Linked DNA regions of Rattus norvegicus: region 2 is linked to region 1. Evidence: chromatin contacts called from public Hi-C data. All regions are on one chromosome and are shown on one strand. The core of a region is the stretch at or near the end of the contact, and the rest is flanking DNA. Distances in the headings are between cores, read along the strand shown. Region 1 holds the start of Eif1a (eukaryotic translation initiation factor 1A). Region 2 holds the start of Atg12 (autophagy related 12).

The links. A called contact is a pair of places that touch in the nucleus more often than the background predicts.
Region 2: a Hi-C map of Schwann cells shows a contact between it and region 1, with 3 times the contacts expected there. The contact joins the promoter of Atg12 here to the promoter of Eif1a in region 1. A contact is called at or near these places in 12 of 12 Hi-C or Micro-C datasets (the A7r5 cell line, the Rat2 cell line, Schwann cells and 7 more) and 1 of 1 datasets of contacts at active chromatin or transcription factors (oligodendrocytes).

The regions. Positions count from the first base shown.
Region 1 is chr18:41,510,286-41,514,228 of GRCr8, reverse strand. It overlaps Eif1a (eukaryotic translation initiation factor 1A), which reads right to left and starts at 1,931. Exons shown (of 3, transcript NM_001008773.3): 1 at 1,744-1,931; 2 at 849-895. It overlaps Tmed7 (transmembrane p24 trafficking protein 7), which reads left to right and starts at 1,986. Exons shown (of 3, transcript NM_001105758.1): 1 at 1,986-2,422. The coding sequence starts at 2,225.
Region 2 is chr18:41,647,038-41,650,980 of GRCr8, reverse strand. It overlaps Atg12 (autophagy related 12), which reads left to right and starts at 1,963. Exons shown (of 4, transcript NM_001038495.1): 1 at 1,963-2,143. The coding sequence starts at 1,978. Ap3s1 (adaptor related protein complex 3 subunit sigma 1) reads right to left here and starts at 1,608. Exons shown (of 6, transcript NM_001398640.1): 1 at 1,444-1,608. The coding sequence starts at 1,512.

The DNA of each region.
Region 1 (3,943 bases), core at 682-3,181:
CACCTCCTTCAGTCTGCTATGCTGTTTGGTTGGAATGCATCATAAAAATCCAGCCTTCAACAACTACAACCCCCTGAAAGATTTTTCAGATGACTCTGAGAATCACAGCTTCAAAGTAAATACTCTAAAGTGTATAGAGTATGGTATAAAATTGTCAAGGTGAAACTTCCAGGCCACATGTACTACATAATATACATATTACCTTCCTCTTTATTACGTTAAGCTTACCCCAAAGTGGAACATGCATGTCTAGCACTGCTGTACTTTGAAAATTTGCCTGTTTGGTGATATTTAATTGTAATATTAAAAGTGATACCGCAGGCTAGAGAGATGGCTCAGTGGTTAAGAGCACTGACTGCCCTTCCAAAGGTCCTGAGTTCAATTCCCAGCAACCACCTGGTGGCTCACAACCATCTGTCATGGGATCTGATGCCCTCTTCTGGTGTGTCTGAGAACAGCTACAGTGTACATATATATATATACATATATATATATATATATATATAAAGTAAACAATTCTTAAAAAATAAAGTGATACCACACTGATTCTTTTATTACTAGTTTTAGTTTTTTAATTTTTCCCTCCTCCCTTTCCTCCCTCCCAAACCTTCCACATTGCACTGAGATTTTAATCTTATTTCTTTATGGAGAAAGGGTGGTTCCCAAACCCCCACCCCCACCCTCCATACTCCCTTGTAGCTCTGGAGATTCAATCCTAGGACTTGGACAAGTTCTACTGGTGAGCTCCATTACCAGCTCCAAGATAAGAGCAAGATCACCCGTCCAAGATGAGTCAAAAAACAAAACCTCCATTTTTCACTGCCAAATTCAGTTTTATTTTCACTCACCTACAAAATTTCTGGCCTGGCTCTCAGGAAGGTCTAGTCTTCCCAGTCTGGAAGAAATTAAAAGAATGTGACCTTAAGCCTCCTTCCCATTTGCCCCAGCAGAAGCTTTAAGTGCCTCAAGGCAGCTGAGTGAACTTCCGGCTCTCGTTTTATCCGCCCCACCCAACCCTTACTCAGGGCCTTGCCTCACTCCTACCTGCCAGCTACTTCGTTCTCATAAAAACCTCTCTACTGATCCTCGGCAATCTAGAGCCCACCTTATCTCTTTCACTAAAAAACAAACCAAAAAGCTCCCAACACCCCCCCCAAAAAAAACAAAACAAAACCGGAACACCTGATTCCTGTTACGCACGTGGGAAGCGTAAAATGAATGCCTTACAAGAAACGCCATGTCGATCAGAAGCAAATTAGTTACTTTGCTACTGTTGGGTCCTTAACTCCCTAATCAGTAAAACAGACATACTATCACTTACTGTATGAAGAGTAGAAGGAGCTTGCTAAGAGGTACTCAATGGATGTTTGTTTTAGTCTAACCGAAACTTATCTTGTGCTTACCACGTGCCGGCCACTCTTCTAGACCCCTTTTCCAGATAAAGAACTCAGGAAATAATCCGTATTTATTTTAGGCAGTACTATTTAGAGTATAGCAGAGTTTTAGCATCCAGGCCGAGGTCAGCTGGCCGGAAGGTAAAGAGCAGGGATTAGAAATTCTAGTCTTCTACTCATCTCTGAGAACATGCGCTTTTTGCGTAAGCTGCCTCCTCCAAATACGACTGTACTCTGTGCGACAACCTCCTGTAAACTAGAAATCTCTCTACCACCGGGGATTAGCCCTCCATAGCCCTAAAACGAGCTCTTGGGAGTCCCTAGGAGATTCCCCAAACTTGGTACTCACAGTGACAAATGCAGCAGAACCCCTCTACCGTCTCAGCCCGGCGAGCAGCGAGACCACGCGCCCTTCCTAGGCAACGGCCGGCCACGCCCCTTCCCGTCGAGTTCCCGCACTGCCCCCTCCCCTCGCCCAAGGAGGGCCGCCCACGCAACGCCGAGGCCTCACGCTCTTCCACGTCCTCACTACAACGCCTCGCCCACCGGATTTCACATCCGGGTCACCGGGTCCTGTCCCGGTCCCGCCCCTTCCGTTAGATCTCGCCGTACTTCCGGTCAGCGAGGCCTCTTCCTCCGCTGGTTTGCCGGGTCTCCTACCACTGCCCCTCAGGTTTTCCTAGAGCGGCTCGGGTACCTCATTGCGTCTTTCCGGAAGCCTGCGCTGGTTCCTCGTCGCACGCTTCACTAAGGCTCGCGGGCCGGTAGGGGCTGGGCCTGCCGCGCGTGTTGAGGCCCCGCAGCTCCGTTGAGGCCGCCGCGCTGTCAGGATGCCGCGGCCGAGGTCGGCGACTTGCTGGGCGGCCGCCGCAGGCCGTTGGAGTTGCAGACTGCTTGCTCTACTGTTGCTACTGCTACTGCCGGGTCCGAGCGGCGGCTCCGAGATCACTTTTGAGCTGCCGGACAATGCCAAGCAGTGCTTCTACGAGGACATCACTCAGGGCACCAAGTGTACCCTAGAGTTCCAGGTACCACGGGCCCCAGCCACCGTGATCCGCTAACCCAAGAGTGACCTCAGTAGCCTATGCAGGACATTTAGCTTTTCTTTTCAGAGCTCAAAGAACTGAAATTTCAGAAATGCTTCCTGTGGCTGTCACATTCTCCAGTGCCACTCATTGAATGGAAGCCGCATTAAATAAATTAATTTAAGAAGTTCTTTTTAAAAAAGCTGTTTTCTGCGCACAAATACCCAGTATCAGCTCCCTATTCCTGTAATCCACAACTCCAATTTAATCGGTTTGACATAACACACGGTCGTTTCCGGTATTTTGTGGCGGTTGGGTTGGATTTAGGATTTTTGTTTTTGTTTAACACCAGGATTCTTTCCTTACTGCAGAGGTGATTGGAAATGCTCTGTTAAGAGGCTTTTTCTTTTTTAAAGACGGTCTGTCAAGGGTGTTGTAAAACATTATGATAAACAAGAGGCCCTTTCTTAGTTCGCAGACAATGTAAAATAGGAACTTTATTCTTTAGGAGCCTAAAGCAGTCTACCGGTTTGTTGTTGTTGTTAATAGTTTCATTTAACATTTCAGCAGCTCTTTAGTGCTAGGTCACCTGTAACTGGAGCTACAGGAGATTTAACACCTCTGACCTCTGCAGGCGCCTGCACCTACATGCACGTATCATCTCCCAGACACACCCATAAAACATAATTGAAAATAATAAAAATCGTTTCTTATTAGACACGACAATAGCTTAGTATTCATACTATACTTAGTATTGTACTCGGTTAGTATTTGTGGCGAAGGAGAAAAGCGAAAGGTAAAATCAACAAGGCTTGATAACAATTTGTATTGTGAGGAGAGAAATCTAAAGATCAAAAAAGGAATTAAGGATATATGTGTGTATCAATTCCCAATATATACAATTACAAAGGAATTATAAGCTGTAATCAGAATATTCTTTATTTAAATTTAATATATGTTTGTTGAATTTTTATATCTGTAGCTACAATACTTGGTGCTATAAAACATTTAAAATTTTTTAAAATATTTACATTGCATGTGCAAGGTCCTAGTCTTAATCCAAAGTACACATTCATTCATTCATTCATATTTGTACTTAATACATGTATGTAATCATATATGGAATAATACAGCTCTCTAAGTACAAAATTATATCTCATGTACTTATTAAAATGATCTTGTAATACAACTCTATTAGTCATCATCTCAAGTGACAAAAGGTCATATAAATCATAGAAATGTCTTTGAAGTCTGAGCTTTAATGTCTTCGTTTTATTGATGTACACTTTCAATACTGTGTTAGTCAAAATACTTAAAACTTGTACTGTCCACTGTCATAGTTTGGGTTGCCAAAACTATTTTCTCTCCCGATCTCCCCATCTTTTAAGTTCCAGGTTAAAGCTCAGGGCTATATCAAGCAGCACAGTGATCTGAACGGTCGATATAATGAAGTTTCCTCTCTCCTGTTAGGAGAGAACCTCTTCACTTTTTGTAAAGCTTTAGTTGAGCTGAAATCTTTATGTG
Region 2 (3,943 bases), core at 714-3,213, 140 kb before region 1:
AGCTGGAATTACAGGTCTTCACCATCAAGCCAAAACAATTACTAAATTTAAATATATAAAAAAAAACCAAAAATCTTTCAACTTGATTCACTATGGGAACATACCTTTTCTACACAGCAAATGGACTCAATGAGAGCTCATTAACATTTTAGGTAATCAGGTAATGATGTCAATTTTAATGTCACTGTTTTCTTTAGAAGGAACAACTATTATTTTATTTTGGATTCAAGAATGATCTAGAATGTTTAAACAGACCATTAATATTTAAGTTATAGCACACTAAAACCCACACAAAAGTAGAGCAAAGTGTTCTTTGTCATTAGGGAAAACAAAGCGACTTAAGGAAATGAGGCAGCTCCTTTTCTCACTTCAACCAACACCTCCACAGTCTGCATTATCACTTTAGGCAAACTGACATTTTCACGTTTCCTTTTTAATGGCAGGAATAATTTCCATCTGGGGCCATCCGCATAAAGTGTTGGTCTTGGCACGTTTTCAACACTAAATTGAAAGTCCATGTCTGGCTATAAAAGCAAAATGCCCCAAGACAGCAAGACAGCTACATAGCTCACATTCACCCTACAAATGACAGCTCAGTGTGTGACCTAGTATTAGTTTTGCCCTCAGGTAAGGCATAGAAACCTATTACCTCTCCTCAAACGCTTACAAATTATCTTCGCGACTTTAAAGTCATCTGCTCCTAGCAATATTAAACAATGTTCACAGTTCTAGAAGAGAACTTTCACAGATGCTACTTCGTTTAAACTAAAACCCAGGGTAAATGTCTGTATGTTCCGGTTTGAAAAGCCATACAAAATGAAATCGTTAATTCCCAGACACAGCATCCCTTTCTGATGGGTCAACCACGTATGCTGCCAGTTATCTCAAGAGTAAATTCAGACAGTAGGTTAAAAGTCCAAGAGAGAAGTCAGGCCCCTGCTTAATCTTTTTATTTTTTCCCAATAGCCACCTGGAAGTCACACTGGGCTTCGGATGCTTCCGTATGGAAACACCCTGGACAGACTAGCTAGGGCGAGCAGCGAGCCAAAGTTGCTGAGCTCGGAGAGGATTAGGGCGGACACGGTGGCCCATCTGTCCGCGGACGACAGAAATCAGTCCACCGGAGACAACCTGGGCAGGGGGAGTGGGACCGGGAGCGGGACTGGGCGCCAGCTACCCTCTGCGGTCCCCCGACAGGAAACAGCCGGGCTGAGGTACCCGGCAGGTGGGCAGCGCCCCTTGAGGCGGAGAAACCGCCTCGCCCACTGACGGCGAGCGGCCGGCGGGGAGTGGCAGCGGCTCCCCACCGCCCGAGCTGACAGCCAGCGGCGCGAGAAGTCGGACACCAGGAGGGCCGCGGCGGCGCGAGGGTCGTTGCGAGGAAGCCGCTGGGCGCTGCCCTGCGCCGGCTCTCGCCGGGCTCCGCGGCAGGGGCATACTCACATAGGGCTGGTAGAACTTGGAGAGCCGCGGCTTCCCGTGGTTGTTGAAGATGAGGATGGCCTTGATCATGGCTGGGCCGGGCCGACAGGGTGGGCGCTGGGGCCAGGGCGGGGGCGGGCGCGTGAGCCTCGCCTCCGGGAGCTTGTTGCCGCTGCTTCCCCACCCGCCCCCTCCCGCACGCGCGCGCGCGCTCCCGCGCCGAGGGGCGGGGCCTGGAGGCGGGACCTGGGCGGGGCAGGCCAAGAGGAAACGGAAGCGTTCCCGGACCAGCCAACTCTCCGGAGGGGTACGTGGTCATATGGTTGCTCACAGAGATTCGTCACGGAAGCCCTTCAGAACTCTATGACACTCTATACTTCGGTAACTATCGTGTTTCCAACAGACTATCTATATGGACTGCTCTCTAGACATCCCAAAATTCACTGTTAATCCGGCTCCCACCTGCCCGGCACCTGCTTCACGACGCTTCGTGTAGCAAGGTCCAACCCCTTCACGCTCTTACCTCACTTCCGCCGTCGACGCTCAGCAAGCAAGATGGCAGAAGACCCAGAGGCTGTGCTGCAGCTCCCCGCGGCTCCGGCTGCTGCGGCGGGCGAGAGCCTTTTGGAGCTCTCCCCAGAAACAGCCATCCCAGAGCCCCCGTCTTCGGTTGCAGTTTCGCCCGGTACGGAGGAACCTCCCGGAGACACCAAGAAAAAAAGTATGTCAACATCCGTTTGTGGGCGGAGACAAGAGACCTAATAGCGTTTCTAAGAGTGGTGGCCCGTAAAGTGGCAAAAGCTAAAGAAGGGCGCATCCTAGAGGTGCACTTTCTACTCTTAGAATTGAGCAAAAGTGTTAGACCCGAGCGGGGGACGGAACATTTGCACTGCTGTCTCACGAAACCAAGCTAAATTTAGAAATGCACAAGGGACTGGCCAGACAACTGCCTCTCCCAAATTGGGGTTTTAGAGAGCCCCTCACTGGCTTTTGAGGTCCTTTTTATGGGTAAGGGTTCGAGTAACAACTGCCAAGACAATTGATGTTAGCATCTGGACAGAAGAGTAGGGGACTCAGGTGTCAAGGCCATGTGTAGGGTAGATAAGTGTGCAAGGATACATCTTACGGAAGGGGAGTGAGTCATTACGGGTGTTCGGGAATTTAGCAAGGCAAAGATGTGGGCATATGTCATGGTGTTACAAGTGCAATTTAGATTGAAAATGGTTTGCAACGTACATTAGGTTTAGGAAACAGACTTATTCCTGTAAGATATGGTGACATAATAGCAATGTATAAGGATGTGTGGCTCCTGGTCGGATTTCACAAAAGTGCTTACTGTTCTTCACGCCTTTTGAGTGCCTAAGTGATCCTGGTACCCAGGTTCCTTATCGTCAGCACCTTTTAAAGTGTCTGGGCTTTGAAGGTGGGGAGCCCCAAGTGGGATCTCGGTAGCTCCATGTACTTATCAAAAGACCGGTTACTGGAAGTCTCGATACGGATTTACGCCAACCGAATATTAATTCATTCTTTAGAACAAGAACAAAAATCCTGGAACTTTAGACACTGAAGAATGCTAAGGGAAAAGTAAAGGTGTAGGTGTTACCTTTTTGTTAACTTTTCCTGCCTTTGTACATCATTGAATTACTTGAACTAGTTGTCTTCAGCTTCCATATTGTCTCAGGGTTGTGCTTGCCCCTGGAAAGTAAAGGAGTTTAGATTAACTTGCACTGAACACTGTCGAGTTAGAGTTGACTGTAAGAAAAATCAACAAATAAACATACTTCAAGGAAAAAGTAAACCTTGTCTTTAACTGTTCTCCTTTCAGAGATAGAAAATGTAGATCTGGGTGTGGTCTCTGTTTCTCGATCTTGCCACCTTGCTTATGTTGCCTGGGGGAAGAATTGTCTCCCAGCACTGCTCCTGGGGGATGCAGGCATATGGAGCCCAGTAGTGGAACATCACAAAAGGTCTACAAGTTCAATACCCAGCTCAACAAGAAAGAAAGAAAAAAAGGCTGACTTTGCATTTAGAGGAACTCTGTCTATATTCATGATGTACTACTATGAGTATTTAGAAAGAGAACCACCACCGTTAACTTTTAAAAAAAAATTTTTTTTTCTTCATTTAACTGCATGGAGCTGACTTTGAGAGGTTTCCTTAAGATGGAAACTGGAGGCTGGCACATTTTTAATCCCAGCACTCAGCAGCCTAGGGAAGGCAGATCTCTGAGTGCAAGGCCAGCCTGTGCTCCCTCAAAAAATAAACAAATAAAAATACAAATGTGTAAGTCAATAGTCTAGTCCTTCACACTGATGATTGGTGTACTAGAGAACACTAGGAAATGACCCATAATCCAAGATACTGCCTGAGATGACTTTATTTGAATCTATATTTTCCTTTACTTTTTTTTGTTTTGTTTGTTTGGTTTGGTTTTGACGGATTGAATTCCTATTTTTATCCTTTTGTAGACAATTTGATGGAAAGGATCCTGGTGGCACAGTATTAACATTAACAGACTTAA